2 separate regions of the Hordeum vulgare genome follow, and region 1 is linked to region 2. Evidence: chromatin contacts called from public Hi-C data. All regions are on one chromosome and are shown on one strand. The core of a region is the stretch at or near the end of the contact, and the rest is flanking DNA. Distances in the headings are between cores, read along the strand shown. Region 1 holds the start of LOC123448735 (protein PHOSPHATE STARVATION RESPONSE 1-like). Region 2 holds the start of LOC123448734 (probable galacturonosyltransferase 7).

Region 1 (5,016 bases), core at 206-2,705, 260 kb before region 2:
CTAGAGTTGTGTTGTGATATCTTCCCGTGAGTCCTTGAGTTTGATCGTACGCATTTGCGTGTATGATTAGCGTACGATTAAATCGAGGATGTCACATACATGATCTCATGGTCATAGAAATGAATACTTGACACGCAGAAAACAATAGCAACAAAAAGACACGATCACATGCCACGTTCATAGTTTGGGTCTAGTCCATCACATGATTCTCCTAATGATGTAATCCAGTTATCAAGTGACAACACTTGCGTATGGTCAGAAAACCTTAACCATCCTTGATCAACTGGCTAGCCAACTAAAGGCTTGCTAGGGACATTGTTTTGTCTATATATCCACACATGTATCTATGCTTTCATTCAATACAATTATAGCATGGATAATAAACGATTATGTTGAAGTAGGAAATATAATAATAACTATTTTATCATTGCCTCTAGGGCATATTTCCAACACCCACCCCCGAGACAACATGCGCAAGTACAACAAAGCTCGTTGCACACCAGCCTAGGGCCACGTGCCCCGTCGCTCTTGCTGCTCCATCCACCTGTTGTGCTTTGCGCAGCGAACCCATGCTCCCCAGAATTCGATACCCCCAAATCCGCCCCCTCTCTTAGATAAGCTATCGAGGAGGAGCTTACCGCGTCAACGTCATCAACACATCGACGTCCGCCCTTTGTGAGGGATGGAGAGCTTGGCGCAACGCGCGACACTACTGCAGGAGTCCCAGGGGCGGAGGTGGGGGAATGTGGCGGCACGGTTGGCCGCTGACGTCTATTGTGACCGCACAGTTGGGGAGCCACATCGTCGCTGACACAGGGGTCAGCTCTGGATGCGCTTAGACCTGGGTTCCTCACCGGTGTGGACTACCTTCTTGCCCAGTTCAAGCTCCTCGTTCCGGAGAGGGAGTAGTGTATGGAGGCGGCGATCTAATGCTAGGGGGCTAGGGAGGGTGCGATGGACATGAAAGGAAGGCGAGGAAGGAGCGGGTTGTCCGATTTGATTTGCTAGGATATGATGAGAAGAGCGGATTGCATTTTCCACGGAGCACGTATTTGGATAGGTACAATCATAGCATCAGATTAGATTAATCCTGTATTTGGATAGGTACAATCATAGCATCAGATTAGATTAATCCTGGCTGTTGGATGTGATTACGTGAAACAATCCAAAGATAGTAATCATGTTGTGTACGTTTGAGGGGTGCACTTAAGAAAAGTCCTTTTTTTGAGATGAGGATTAGGATTTATTTTCCCTGGCTTTGGACGCAGCCCAATATCTTTTTTTTAGGGAACGCAGCCCATTACCTGGGATTACTACGTTTTTCGGAAAAAAGTGTGTTGCTAAACTAGGCCCGGGCCAAGAAGAAACCGCGGTAACCGTACAACCACGCTCAAGTGGGCCACACACCATCGTAGCCGTCCAAGTTGGCCGCACGGCGGCCGAAGGGGCCTATCCGCAAAAAGCCGCGCCCATGGTGCGGTGGGGGTGCGCGGTGCGCCTCCCCCCGGCAACTGGTGGGCGTCGTCCTCCCTGCTCTTGTGCGCACCAGGTTCCTCCTCTCCTTCTCTCTCCTCCATTCCCGCACCCTCCGTCGCGACACATCACCCCAGCCAGAATTCCCCCTTCCTGTCATCTCCTCCCCCAAAAGCCGCACCGATCGAGCAGCTTCCTCACAACCCAACCCAGGTACGGACGCGCCTCCTCTCCCCAATTCCTGAATCCCCCCTCCTCTCTTCCGGTCCAATCCATGCCGTCTAGCTCGCCCGTCGCTTCCTAGCTCCTCGTGTCGGCGCGATCGGCTCCGCGGGGGCGAATCGGACCGATGGGACAGGAGCGGAGGAGAGCGCGCGCGGGGGCGGGGGGGGGGGGGGGGGGCGGCCACACAGGGTTTCTCTAGGGTTCTGATCGCGACATGCTTTGCGGGTGCGGGGTTCCAGGTGAGTTTCGCGAGGAGCGGTGGTGGCACACGTGCGTCGTGAATTGTGCAAGTACGTGATGTTGCCGGTACAGAAAATGATTGGGGATTTGGTGGGGTTGGGAGCTGGGAGGTGTTATGGGAGAATTAGGTGCCCTTGTGATTGTCCTGCCCCCCTCTGCCTACAGTTGCCTGCCCCCTGGGGTTTAATTCAGATCCTCCTGTATGGGCTTAAACCGTGACTGTCATACTGCGAGTTAATAGCACATGCCACATGCGTACCAAGATGTGTTTCCCTGTTTGACTATATATAATATGGTGTCACACATAGATTGCACAGTGAATAAAAAGCTGCCATTTTCTTTTGTTTTTTCTGTTCAAAAAGGGCATTTGTTCTTGTATTATGAAGCTTCTGAGCGTGAATAAAAGTTGCGTTATTGATGGTAGAAAGATGGTCGTTGCCCCACATTAGGACATACGCATGGTAGCATGTTCTCTAGTGGATTCTGCATGGGTGTGTGCTATGCAGAAACATGCTGCGGTTCCTAGCTTCAAAGGAAGTATTGACTTTGCATTTGAGAGCTGGTAAAAAAGAAGCGCTCCTCTCAGGTTGCAATGTGCTTTAATCTGCTTCTGCTCTATTGAGTGTCACAATGGTAATACTAATTGAGATCCTAGTATTCCTTCTCATCATTTATCTTGTGATATAAGATATGATCTGTCATTGGAGTAGACAAAAAAAATATGGCTTAGACAAGAAGAAGGACAATTGATATATTTAATAATTTAATATGTTGCTGGCCACCAGTACGCAACTTTATGACTCTTGCTAACACGTTTCATGATGTTGCCATTTCTATGTTTTTTTGTTCGTGACATCCACATCCAGTATTGTCCACATCACACTAGTTATATTGTTGCTTACTCATGGTTGATTTCAGGATGCAGAAATGCATGCTTGGTATATTAGCTACAGTTGCCTATGTTTACGTTGGTTACAGTTTGTACACTGTAACCATAGGTTCCCTGTATTAACTCTTCATTTCTTAACCCGTGGTAGATTAATGGATTAACATTCATGGTAAGTTTATTCTGTAGGAACATATCGAAACCAATTTATGGGAAAGAAGCAAAGCTTATCCACAATTCTTGATGAGGAGGTGTGATCTGAGACAGTGTCACAACAGCAGGGTTTCTGGAGGAATGTCATCCTCTTTACCTATTCTGCCAAATTCTCTGAAAGAAACCTTCCATGGGCCTTATAATCCGCAGCTCACTCCGATGCAAAGGCAACTGACGAGTGATTTTGTGCCCTTATATCAGAGTGCATTTCCGTCTGCTACTTTGCACCCAAGAGCTGGTGCTATGAGATCATCATATTCAGCATCATTAGGATACTCAGCTAATCCTCTTGATTCTGTGCCTAACCATGAGAGGCAGTCTATGGTTGCTCCTTTCGCTCCTCAGTCATCAGATATCGAAGTATTTCAGGCCTTATCTAATAATATCCCTGGAGGACACACTGAGGCAACTTGGTTCCCAGGTTCAGCTGATAGTTTATCAGACTACAGGGATAACATCCCTGCTTCTGGTAGTCAGATCCAGAATAGCGGTCCTGCTGTGACATCTGATGTGGTTGCTAAACAAAATGAATGGTGGGCAGACATAATGAATGATGATTGGAGAGATATTCTAGATGCAACGGCTGCTGATCCCCAGTCAAAGGTATGCAAATGAAACTCCATAAAGAGTCATCGTGGTTGCTCCGTCTTGGGTTATGGTAGTTTAGAAGTACTCTGTAATTTATTTGTTTTTTATGACATATTAGCCAAACTTATGAAATTGTAATTCCACGCAAGTTCTTTGCCAGTGCACATACTGGTATTATGATATCATCTGTGTGTGGCCAACTTAGATACCTCATACCTTAATGTATGTCAATGTCAAAGTTAAGTGAAAGTTTGACTTACTGTATACTTCTCGGCCCATACTTCCATTTACAAATTGGGCCATACTTCTCGGGCCTCTTTGAACGGTGTAGGTAGCTATCCCGTCCTCTTATTAGAAGTTGAAAACTGATGTGTAATAGGTTTTGTTAGAGTGATGGTTAGGGCACCAGTAATGATTTCTTTTTTGCACTGTTTAAAGACGGTCGTTATCAGATTGACTGCTAGAGCTTGCATTAGAATCTTGTAATAAATGTTCATGTCCTTGATATGAGTGTCTCTCTCCGCAAATTCTTCTAAGGGATATATGCTGCTTTTTTTGGCACAAAATAGAAATATGCGGTCCACTCGATTTTAAGGTGGAGCTCTCGTAATTTGTTGTAGTTGTAGTTTCTAGAGTGATATTTGTTTCTAACTGTGATGCTTTTGGTAAACTCATTCTTTTTTGTTTCTTTCATGACCAAATGTTTGTTGCCACCTTTGTTGTAGTCCATGGTTCAGCCTTCCAATTCGGCTGCATCACAGCCTGCTGTCAACCAGCCAGCTTCATCTCATGGTGGAGAGATTTGCAATGTAGCTAGTCCTCCCAATGGCAACTCTGCAGCCAAACAACGGATGAGGTGGACTCCAGAACTCCATGAATGCTTCGTAGACTCTGTAAATAAGCTTGGTGGTAGCGAAAGTATGTCTGCAGTGCCGTTGATTCCCAAATGTGCATTTTAGATATGAATCATGTTCTAATCCTTGTACCTTTTGTCTTGTACCTTCAGAAGCTACTCCCAAGGGTGTGCTGAAGCTTATGAAAGTTGACGGTTTGACAATATATCATGTGAAAAGCCATCTGCAGGTTTGCCATTAGCTTTCTAAATTCTAGTTCTAAATAGCAGTATTGCCCACCAGAGATTTGAGTTCTCACTTTCCTTTTTTGGTTTATGTTGCAGAAGTACCGAACAGCTCGCTATAAGCCAGACGTAACGGAAGGTTTGTCTGGATTAAATTTTTTCGCACTTGTATTTTATATAGGTCTTCCCTGCATAGTTGCATAGTTTTTTGTGTTTTGCATGACCCATGATGGCATGCTATTGAGTTGAGTACATTTTTATTGCAATTGTTAGGGCTGACCTTTTTTTACATATATGTAAATCTTCTCATGAC
Region 2 (4,882 bases), core at 480-2,979:
CACTAGTAATCTATACAAAAATAATTCATGTAACAGAATTTATTTACTGATTCTATAGCATATACTTTTCACAGCCTTCATAGTTCATAATCATGAATAAAGAGACTAGGGTGGAGAGATAAAATATACTAGTACTACTTCAATATATCACTTTGTTTGGCGTCCCTATGGGGTGGTTTCTAGCTGTTTGAATTGGTGGCTTGGATTATTTCTGTATGCATTCTTCATATTGTCCTATTCGGTCCAAGAGAGGTGGCACAGAAGAAGACAATGGTGAGAAGTGCACCAAGTTTTCTTTAAGCTGACAATAAAACCACACTGTCCAACTCGATTTGGTCTGCTTCAAGTAACCCCATATACTTCAGGGATACAATCAGTCAATAAAATTTTCTTTGATTTTTTCATGTAAGAGCTTATGCACAATTTCCTTTCTAGCATAGCTTGCAAACCTAGAAATTGATATGAATAATCTTTCTAGCATGGGCCTAAACTAGCTAGTATTTGGGGGGGTAACGCTACTCCAGCTGGTAACCTCAAAGCTTATGGTGTACTGTATCTTTTAGTTTGTAGGTATCACTAGTATTAAGTTTCATGACATTAAAAGCGGAGAACAAACAGTGGCTAAAACCAAACACTAGAAGTGTCAGAACAAAATACACACAGCGTTCCGTGGAATGATCATGTCAACATCCACCAAGCTAACAATCTAGGTGCGGTTATACGAGCTCATCACTATCAGTACATAAGAAAAAAATGTAAAGTGACTAACCTGTGTCTTTGGGTTCACCACATCTCTACCACCCTGCCGCGTCACTTCATGTACACTGTCTCTTTCCACTCCTAAGCGATCGAATGAAGGCAGCAAATTAACCTCCTAAATCCAGCACAAATGAACGCGTGGTAGCACGAATCAGTCATATTATTCCAACCCATCACCATTTTCATAAAAGACAATCCATCAACACTCACGCATATAATTTTGTTAGAAAAAACAAAAGAGAAAGTTACCTGTTGGGGGCGCTCATCCGTCACATACACTGCAACAAACAACGAAACCAATCAGAAAATTGGTCTCAAATAAGAAGGACAAAAAACACCAAAATCCCGCACTAAACGACAATTAACGAAACAACACTCCCGGAACAGATCCGCCGGGAATGGCGCCGATCCGATCGAGGAAGCCGCGGCGCCACCCGCATTACCGAAATCCGGGCGGGAACAAGAGGGACGGGAAGCACTCACCGGCGGGGAAGCGGTTGAAAAGGAAGGCGATCGGTACGAGCAGCGAGCAGAAGACGAGCGCCAGCACGGCCAGTCGCGGGCCCCTCCGCCTCTTCGCCGGCGGCGCCGTCGCCTTCATAACCTCCTCCCCCTTCCCAAGACCCTAATCTCCACCGCCGCCGTCGCCGCCGCGTGGTCCTCTACTGATCATACCACCACCGCCACCGCCGCGACGGGGCAGGGGCAGGGGCAGGGGCAGGGAAGCGCCGCGCAGATGAATGCCTCCCGATTGGGGCAATGGCACGGGGACCCCAATGGCGCCGGCGCGATCGGTGCGTGGCGATTTGCGAGTCGCGGCGCCGGACGCTCGGATTGGTTAGTGTGCGCGAGAAGACAGGGGAGGGAGCGGAGGACGTCGCAGGGAGAAAGAGAAAGAGAAAGAGGATTGTTTGTTTGGAGGGCAAGAGGAGAAGTGTGCGAGGGGTGTCAAGGAATAATGGCGTGCCCTTTTGCCTCGGCTGCGTCTCGTTTTCAACCTTTTCCTTTTATTTGGGTTTTCTGCCTTGGAGAGATTTTTTTTGGAGTTACTTCGATTTGCTGTGCTGTTTGTTAAAACTTCCCTTAGGCCCGTTTGGTACCAGCGGATCGAGAGGGTTTTCTCAAGGATTAACCCTCATCGGATCCACAAACTTTGCTAATCCTGTTAAAACTTTTCTTAGGCCTGTTTGGTACGAGCAGATCGACACGGCTTCTCGAGGATTAACCCCATCGGGCCCAGAAACTTCACTAATCCTCGTTCCTGTTTGTTTTGCAGGGTTTGTGCAGCCCAATCCCTTCGACCCCTTTCGTTCATCTCCTATCCATACGGCTCGCGAGCCTCGAGGGCACCTGCGCGAAACGAAAAGGGCGAGACGCATGAGACAAAGTGTCGTCACATCGTCACCGAGAAGACGAGCCCACCCGTCGGGTCTTCAATATCCCGCCGCCGCCACGCCGAGAGGAGAAGCCCCGTCGTCGCCACCGAGAGAAGGAGCCCCGTCGTTGCCAACGAGAGGAGGTGCCTCTCCGTCGGATCTTGAACGCCCCGTTGCCGCCAGAGCGTCGACGTCCCCCTCCGCTGATTCTTCCCGAGGTGATTCATCCCCTCTTCTCCACCACTACATCCTTTTGCAGCAGTTCGATGCGTTCATCACAGGAGCACCAGTACTTTGGTTTGGTGTGAAACTTAACTCGTCTAGTTATTGTCGTTGAGCTAGTAGATTATGTATGATTAACCCATCCATCCCTATTGGTAGGTTGTGCTCTTGACCAATTGTTGGTAGAACCACCTCACTTCCTAGTCTAAGGTGGTGGTTGTTTAGATGCGTGCATGAGAAACATCTGAAAACCATCTCACTCAATTGTTGCTCTGTATTGTATGATGATGTTTCTTTTGTAATTTTCAGTCGTCCACTCTTAGTCATGAGTTAAGCTTAGTGGATTGTGATTTTCAGGACATCTTGCTTGGTGCCATATATACATAGTTTAGTTTTAGTGAATGTCCTGTGGAAGAGATGGCTCACTTCTCTAAAAGTTTATATGTGTCATCTAGCCTAGTCTGCTAGTAGTATCTTCTATGCATTCATTATTTAATTCACCACACTTAGATTACAATACAATATAAATTTTTGTTAAACAACTAAGGAGGAAAATTTTGTTTGTAGTTTCTCATTACTTAAGAAGTCGATCGTAGTTTAATTTGTTAAACAATAAGTAATAAAATTCTCCAATCTCATTATTCAATTCTGTTTGGCAGTGGAGCTAGCTTCTTATGCATCTATCTTTTCATATAGCTAGCTAGCTAACTTGCTCCATTTCCATTGAACATCTCTCTTCTCATGCATCTAATTCTGTTTGACAGTAAATGTTGGCTAAATTAAATATATAGCTTTCTAGTAGTAACTGAAAGGGTCGATATGGTTGACTAGTGGGGTGAATAGGTGTTAGAGCATATTTCTTCATATGTGGTTTTGGTAATTGATGACAATTCATATGGACTAATGGTTGCCTTAAGTTATACTCGAAGGATTTGTCCATAGGCACTTCTTGAAGTCCATTCGTTGGTTTCAAGGAGTTTATATGATGACCAAGGTGGTATTCGAAGTATTATCCAAAGATTGGTCATAAATACACAAGGTTGATCAAGACTAAGCAGAGAGTAAATCAAGATGATCAACACACAGAGCGTACAGGATGTACCGAGAAGGATCAAGTGATCCCATGGTATGGTAAGCATTGTCCATAACGCTTTTATGTATTAACCCATGTCTTCGTGAGAGTTCTATGTGGGGTTAGGTGTGTTTCCATGGGTTTGTGTCAAGAGGAAGATCTCATTCAACCTATGAAGAATGACATCAAGTGGTGATCGTCATCAAGATTGCGGTGTGCAAGTTCAAGTGGAGCATCACGAAGATATCATGCTTGAAGTTTGCCGTCCATTGTGGTGGCAATGGACTTGTGAAGAATGTGCTGAAGAGTGGCTCACCCATAGTGAGTATGGGGAGCAATCAAGAAAGGTGGTCCATCTTGAGGAAGCCAAGATCGTCATCATCTAGCTCAAGAGGACTAGGTGCAAGGTATAGATTTGTCCTTTTTAGGTTTTTCTATTGGAGGATAGTTTGTCGTACTGTCAAGGGGGCTCTCAAGTGAGTAGCTTGATCGTATCGTTCGTTGAGAGCTCAAACCATTTGCATCCTTGCATCATATATTGGTTCTTGTTTGGTGTTTCTCCTTGTGAGTTTTTAGAGCTTATGGTCATCTTCATGACAAGCTCAAGTTCATCGAAAACGGAGTCTATATGCATCTTCTATGATGTTTTCGATGTTGGAAGTTTTTGCCGGTTCTTCATTCATAGAGGTCTCACATCTCTATATAATTGGCGTTCTCATAACTGCATGTTCTTAATATTTTATGTCGTTGTTGGATAGCTCTTGTCGTCGTGAATTCAACAAGTTTGAGTTTGCTCGATTTGGAGTTCGTATGCGAAAGTTATGGTAGTTTCAGTATCCAACGGTAGTACCGCTCCTGGTGCCAGCGGTAGTATCTTTTTACTACCGCTCGCAGGCGGTAGTACCACTCCCTCAGACGTTATGGGAGCGGTAGCACCGCTCCGGTCGGGTGTGAGTGGGGGTAACGGTTGGATTCCTTCCCCCTATATATAAAGGAGGTCTTCTTCCCCATTGGACCTTATCCATCCATTGAGCTCGTGTTCTTCCCCCATTATTGACCTTCTTAGAGCTTGCTAACTCTAAATCCCTCCAATGATTCTTGCTAGTTCTTGAGGGAAAAGAGAGATGAGATCTAAGATCCACATCTCCACCAATCACTTTCTCCTCTATGTGAGGGGAACCCCTTGTATCTTGATCCTGGAGTTCTTTGTGAGCTCCTTGTTCTTCCTCTCATATTTATCCATAGCTTTTGTAATTGTGGAGGGATTTGAGTGTGAGGGACTTGACCACTTCGTGTGTTCTTGCCATTGCATTAGTTGCATCGTTTTTAGTTCTCAACGGTGATACGTGGAACTGAGAAGTTGAGAAGCTTATTTCCCTTGGGTACTTGGTACCCCTAGAAGCTTGGTGGTGCCTCGGAGCTCAATCATTTTGGTGTAAAGCTCCGGGCAAGC

What was found. Hi-C and Micro-C count contacts between places; a contact is called where the count stands out from the background.
Region 1: a Hi-C map of leaf shows a contact between it and region 2, with 5 times the contacts expected there. The contact joins the promoter of LOC123448735 here to the promoter of LOC123448734 in region 2. A contact is called at or near these places in 3 of 6 Hi-C or Micro-C datasets (leaf and seedling).

What each region holds. Positions count from the first base shown.
Region 1 is chr4H:401,347,730-401,352,745 of MorexV3_pseudomolecules_assembly, reverse strand. It overlaps LOC123448735 (protein PHOSPHATE STARVATION RESPONSE 1-like), which reads left to right and starts at 1,455. Exons shown (of 8, transcript XM_045125725.1): 1 at 1,455-1,549; 2 at 3,014-3,640; 3 at 4,351-4,543; 4 at 4,632-4,708; 5 at 4,803-4,842. The coding sequence starts at 1,472.
Region 2 is chr4H:401,085,063-401,089,944 of MorexV3_pseudomolecules_assembly, reverse strand. LOC123448734 (probable galacturonosyltransferase 7) reads right to left here and starts at 1,729. Exons shown (of 9, transcript XM_045125724.1): 1 at 1,243-1,729; 2 at 1,009-1,037; 3 at 770-874. The coding sequence starts at 1,360.